Regions from separate parts of the Strix aluco genome. Here region 1 is linked to region 2. The links are chromatin contacts, called in public Hi-C maps. All regions are on one chromosome and are shown on one strand. The core of a region is the stretch at or near the end of the contact, and the rest is flanking DNA. Distances in the headings are between cores, read along the strand shown. Region 1 holds the start of TERF2 (telomeric repeat binding factor 2). Region 2 holds the start of ZFHX3 (zinc finger homeobox 3).

The links. Hi-C and Micro-C count contacts between places; a contact is called where the count stands out from the background.
Region 1: a Hi-C map of heart shows a contact between it and region 2, with 15 times the contacts expected there. The contact joins the promoter of TERF2 here to the promoter of ZFHX3 in region 2. A contact is called at or near these places in 2 of 2 Hi-C or Micro-C datasets (brain and heart).

What each region holds. Positions count from the first base shown.
Region 1 is chr14:1,396,331-1,399,166 of bStrAlu1.hap1, reverse strand. TERF2 (telomeric repeat binding factor 2) reads right to left here and starts at 1,493. Exons shown (of 10, transcript XM_074839570.1): 1 at 1,302-1,493; 2 at 1,022-1,117; 3 at 358-488; 4 at 1-56. The coding sequence starts at 1,473.
Region 2 is chr14:1,237,336-1,240,416 of bStrAlu1.hap1, reverse strand. It overlaps ZFHX3 (zinc finger homeobox 3), which reads left to right and starts at 1,343. Exons shown (of 15, transcript XM_074839587.1): 1 at 1,343-1,430. PSMD7 (proteasome 26S subunit, non-ATPase 7) reads right to left here and starts at 1,253. Exons shown (of 7, transcript XM_074839593.1): 1 at 1,084-1,253; 2 at 78-169. The coding sequence starts at 1,157.

The DNA of each region.
Region 1 (2,836 bases), core at 244-2,743, 160 kb before region 2:
TTGACAATTTTGAAGGCTTTATCAAACTCTCTGTTTTTGATGCAGACAACAACAGCCTACGGAAGAAAAATAACAGTTTCTCTGCTGACACTGAACTGACCATGCCCTCTAGATCAGCTTTGGAAAAGCTGTTACCATCATCAAACATGGCACACAGGTGACAGCTTAGTACCACCTTCCATAGAAAAAACAACTTCTACTTTAACTGATGAAGAAGCACATACACTGAAGATACGCATTTGCAGCCAAGTCAGTACTAAGGACGGTATTCTACACACGAGGCAATTCCCACTGCCATTTGTACAAGACCTTTTTAAGACAAAAGACAAGCAAAGCATTTATTGAAAAAGGTCTTACAGCTTCCTTCACCATTTTCTGAATAGTTTCCATCGTCTTCTCAGCCACAGAGAATTCTCTCTGAACGAGGTCCAGGACACCGATTGCTGATTCAAGAGGGGTGAGCTCTGACTCTTTATCGAAGGTGCAATCTGCAAGAATTCACAGCCGCCGATTTGCAAGGCATTCACAGCGATGCCTTACGGACAGTTAGTTACTCACTTGCTCATTCTGACTGCAAATTCTAGAGCTACTGAGGAGAAAGATGAGACATTGCCAAATGTCTAAACTGCAAGATCCCCCCCAGGCAGGGAAAGGTGCAGAACCACTTGACTACAAATAACTGATGTGGGGGAGCATTTCAGAAGCTGCGAGGCTGAGCTGAAGTCACAAGGCTAGTCTGTTTGGTAGCAGGACAGCCCTGGAGCTTGGGTTCAAGCACACTGCTCATGGCTACGGCAGCACGATAGAGACACGAACAGCCACGCTCCCCGGCCCCTCACCCTCAGGGGAAAGCTCCTACAGCTTAACAGCTTCAGCCCAGAGCCCTGGTCTGTGCAGAAACACAGATCCTGGGAGCTGCAGAGGCACTGCCACAGAACAGGGCACACTCCAGCTGGGGCAGTGGGCTGTGAGCCAGCACTGGAGTTTCCCCAGCGCCTTGCTGGGAGGGTTGGGGACCCACCGAGGTTCTCGCCTTCCTCAATCCGTGACAGGAGTTGCATTATGCGCAGCATCTGGGACACCGTGCAGTCCTGCTCCAGAGGCCGCACAAGGAGCGCTGTGGGACGAGGTGTGGGGGGGGGGTTACACCGGTACAGCACGGCCCAGCCCGCGGACCAGCCTCTCCCCGGCCCCGGCTGCCCTCACCCCCAGCCCGCGCCTACCCCTTCCCAACCGCCGCCCTCCCCGCGGGTCCCCCAGGGGCTGCCCCCGCTCCCCGCCTCAGCCCGGGCCCGGCCCACCCTGCATGACGTCACGGAGCTGGCGGAAGTCGCGGTTCCGCCCGGAGCGGTAGGCCTCCACGGCCTGGTGGAAATAGAACTGCAGGACCCAGACGTTCACCGTCTCCTCGGCCAGGCCGCCCCGCCCCGCCATCTTCTCCCGCCGAGACGCCGGCCTCCGCCTCCCCTTCATCCCGCCAGGAACTGACACGCGGCCCCGGCGGAAGTGACGATCGCGCCGCGCCATCGCTCCGCCCCTCCCCGGCCGCCGGAGCCGTGTCACGCCGCGAGCGCCTCCGCATCCCAGCGTGCACCGCGGCGGCGGCAGCTGTGGGGCGGGCGGACGGAGCGCTGCAGGGCCTGTCCCGGCAGGCAGGGGCACTGCAGGCAGGGGAACAGCAGGCCACGTCCCTCAGGGCTGGGGACTCTCCTGCTGCCCATCTCCGGCTTGTGGACACTGAGCTGGGCTCCGGCAGGTGCCCACGCTGCCCGGCCTCCGCAGGGAGAGGCCCCCCGGCCCCCCAGTCCCCCAGCAGGCGTGGGCAGCCGTGGGGCAGGGCCTGCCCCAGCCTCCCCGCAGCTCCATGGCATCCCGGTACGCTCAGAGCGGAGCCGAGCGGCGCGTACACTCGTCTATAGGGTCCTACAAGTTCTAAGGTCGTTCTCCACCTGCCCAAAGGTCAACACGGAGCAAGGGGCAGAAGAAGGACGCCTTCCTCATCCTCTTCCAACCACCAGTTCCATGCTCCCAGCAAAACCAGTGTTTTCTGGAGCACTGGTTACCTTATTGCAGCTGGGAAATGCGGGCCAGCAGCGAAACGACCACCTGTAAACGATGCAAGATCCCCTGAGCCACGCGTTTCACCTCGGGCACCACGGAGGTCCAGAGATCCGTTAAACTTGGCCTAGCACCCTCAAACCAGAGCCAGCGCCCTCACGGATGGGTGCTCAGAGCTGGCGGGTGGAGCAGAGCCGGGCTGCATCCCGAAGCGTGAGCCGTCCCCACAGAGCTGGGAAGAAAATGGAAACGGTGACGTGCACCGGCAATGGCCTCCCGGGCTGCTGCCTTGGAGCAGGGGAGAGGGAGCACCCAGGCCTAACTCAGGGCATTAAGGCTTAATTAAGCACAACCTGCATTTGCAGAGGGGATTGAACGCTTCAAGTATTAGATGCTGTTATTTTGTACTTTATTTGTGGGTTTTTTTACTTTATGCTCTTTATTCTAGTCTTTTGAGCAGCCGGGACACTTTCATACACTGCTTACACCCGTTCCTCGTAGTCCAGCCATCCGCAAATCCCATCCCCCTGACCTGTAACAACAAAACAAGGTCCCTGCTTCGGCATCCTGGGGCAGAGATTTTCCCACAGTCACTCAGATTTCGCATAACTTTGGCTTCCCAGTGATCCCAGTGAAGGCCAAGAAGCAGTGCCCCGAGGAGGCGAGCAGAGCCTCCGGATTAGGAGGTGGTTCTCTGCTGCTCCAGGACATCTCTCGCTGGGAGGCGTTGGTGCTTTGGCCCAGGGAACATCCCTGACACCATTCTGGGGACTATTTC
Region 2 (3,081 bases), core at 94-2,593:
GCTTAAAAAAACCCAAACGCCAATCATCTATTAAATAATTCAGTAGGTTTGAACAAGGGTAAGACACCCAAACTCACCTGCAAAACTGTTGGACACATCTAGTATTTTTTTCTGCCACGAGCCCAGCAGCACCCCAACGACTCGTTTCTGATTTCCAACTTTTCCTATTCTAAATGGAAAAGACGGTCAGTTCCTATGACAAAAAGCCTGATTCAGGAAAGAAGGTAACAGCAGATCACTTGCTTCGCTTGAATTCTGCAAGTTAAACAGTATGAGTGTCGGAACAGAAGAGGCGTTATGATTGTTTTATTACTGATTGCTGATTTACACCCAGAAAAAGGCGTTTCGGTGCCCTCAGAACCAAACCTTGTAACCCAGCGATGCGGAACCAGGACTGCGCGGCTGCGGAGGGGGAGCGTGACCCAAACCCAGCCCCGCCGCAGCCTCTCCGCAGGACAATGAGCTATAAAAAAGTGAGTAAGCTCTTAAACTGCTCGGTGTCATCCGCAATTTGCTTGCACAATAGCGGGCTTGTTCGCCTTGTGAGAGTTCGCTTTTTTATTTTTGACACTGAAACTCCTTGTCAATTGGCGCAATTAAGTTAAATCAGGCACAAATTGCTCGGTGTTTAGCGGGGTGCGAGCTACCCCCCGCTCAGCCAGCCGCAGCCTGGGGAGCCAGCCCCACTGCTCCCCCACTCGTGTTTTAAGGCAGCAGGAGGTTGTTTCCGAGGAAGGGCGCCGACAGCCCCCTCACGCTCCCCGCCCTCGGACTTTCCTCCTCCTGAAGCGGAAAACAACGGCGGCGGCGGCTCCCGCAGGCCGCGCTCCCGCCGCCACCCGGGGATCGCGGCCCTCGGCACCGAGCCACCGGCCCGGGCCCGGGCGCGCCGCTCCCCTCACGGCGCGGGGACCCCTCCACCCCGATCCTGCGCGCCCCGGGGCCCTCACGGCCGCGCTCCCCCCACGGCCCTGGCTCCCTCACGGCCGCGCTCCCCTCACGGCCCCGGCTCCCTCACGGCCCAGCCCAGCCCGGGCCGTGACCGTGACTCAGCGCCGCGGCGCCGCGCCTGGCCGGCCCCACCTGTTGAAGTGATCGACGACGCTGAGCAGCACCAGCGGGTGCACCACCACCCGGTCCACCGCCAGCTCCGGCATGGCGCCCGCCCGGCCCGGCCCCGCTCCGCTCCGCCGCCAGCCCGGCCCGACCGCCCGCACCAGGCCCGCTCCCCGCCGCGCGGCCCCGCTCCCAGCCTGCCCCGCTTCGGGGCGGGGCTACGGCCGCCATCTTTAAGAGGTCGCCGTCGGCAGCGGGACACCATCTTGGAGAGGTCGCGGGAGACGGACGCGCCGCCGCCATCTTGGGAAGGTGCATCTCCGCTGTCGGCGGCGCGGCACCATCTTGGGGAAGTCGGCTCGCTCCGCCCGGAGGTGAGGGGCGGGCCGGCGGAGCAGGGAGGCGGGCAGCCGGCGAGCGGCCCTCGCCTGGGGGTCTCCGGGGGTGCTGGTCTCCGTTCCCTGCAAGCTGCGCCTCGGCGCGCCCCGCCTGAGGGGGGGCGGCTGTGGGGCCGGTTCCTGTCAGCCGGGGGGTCTGAGGAGGCAGGGGCGGAGGGAGGCGGGCGGCCCCGCCGAGCCATGCCCGGCCCCAGCCAGCGCGCCCTTGTCCGCCTGCTCGCTAAATGGCCTTTTGCCGCGTAATCCTTCCAGGGACAGGGTTTTCAGGGGCTGGCCAACCTTCCCCGGCTCCCTCTGCCGCTCTTGTGGAACACGAGTGTCGCATTTGCCTTTTTCCAGTTCTCAGGAATGTCTCCTAATCACCATGACCTTTCAGAAAATGAGAGCGCAGCCTCACAATGATGTAATCTTAGCACTAGTCTGCAGGTTTAATATGCAGTAGTGCTCTCTCGTCATCTCGATAGAGAGTGCAAACACAAACAGCATATGCGGGGTGGTAGCCCGACCGTGGCTGTGCGCTCTGCCTTAACTTCTGTGTCAGTCTGCAACTCCGGGAGTTGCTGCAGCCTGGCCTGGAAGAAACTCCTGTCACCCTGCCTCTTGTTCCAGAGCTTTGGGTAATGTCAGCATTCCCAGGACTGCAGTGATAAAAGTCTATGCAAATAGGCAGAAATCTTTACTGCTGTTACTGTTTTGTTCTGAGAGGACTGTGTAGGTAAAGCCAACATCCTTCAGCCTTAGTTTCCCCCTCTAAAATACAGATTTCCTTGACATAAAGGAGAAACAGACTCCAAATTAAGCAGAGTACTTTGGTTAGTCATTGTAGGAGGATTTTTGCGCCTCAAGAGTAGGACCTGGTAGACAACAGAGCTTCTTTTGTGCTTGTAGCAAGAAAATAGAACCTGGGCTGTTATTCCTGAATCTACTATGGAGTTATTATTAACGTGAAAAGTATTAGCAAAATTCTTAAGGATAGTCTCACTGGTTTTAAAGCATTATGATATCCCTTATTTTCTACACTTCCCTCACACTTATGTGGTTTTTGCCTGTTTCTCAGGTCTGACCAAATGGCGGTATTCTGGGTGAAATCTAAAGTTTTGTGTTGCTGTTTAGCATCTTTTAACACCGCAGATTTCAGCAAAAGCAGTTAATTTACAAACTCTGTGAGAATAAGAGACCTCTTGTGGATTTTTTTAGACGTTACATCCTTCAGTGTTGGTGCTTTTAAAAACAATTTCTGGTCGAATTTTTAGAGGTTTTTTCCCAGCAGAGGGAGACATCTGACCGTGAAATTCAAATATAGCCCGTATTATTCTTGTAGCTTGTTTTATCAATATACATATAAAACTCAATGTTCAAATTAACTAGTTCAATAAGTAATTTAGCTCATTGATTTTTGGGCATATCCTAAGTGCCATTACAAGCTACGGATATTTTAAATGCCATTACCTAATAGAAGGAATGTTTTAAGCACCTTTTATTGATTTTATTACTGCTTTATTTTGCTGTCTTGGTTTAAAATCATTTTAACCACTCTGTAATCAAGAAGAAATATATCGTTGGTGAAATACAGTCAATTTCCTAAAAACCTTTGACATCGTTAAATAAGGAATTACAGTTGTTAAAT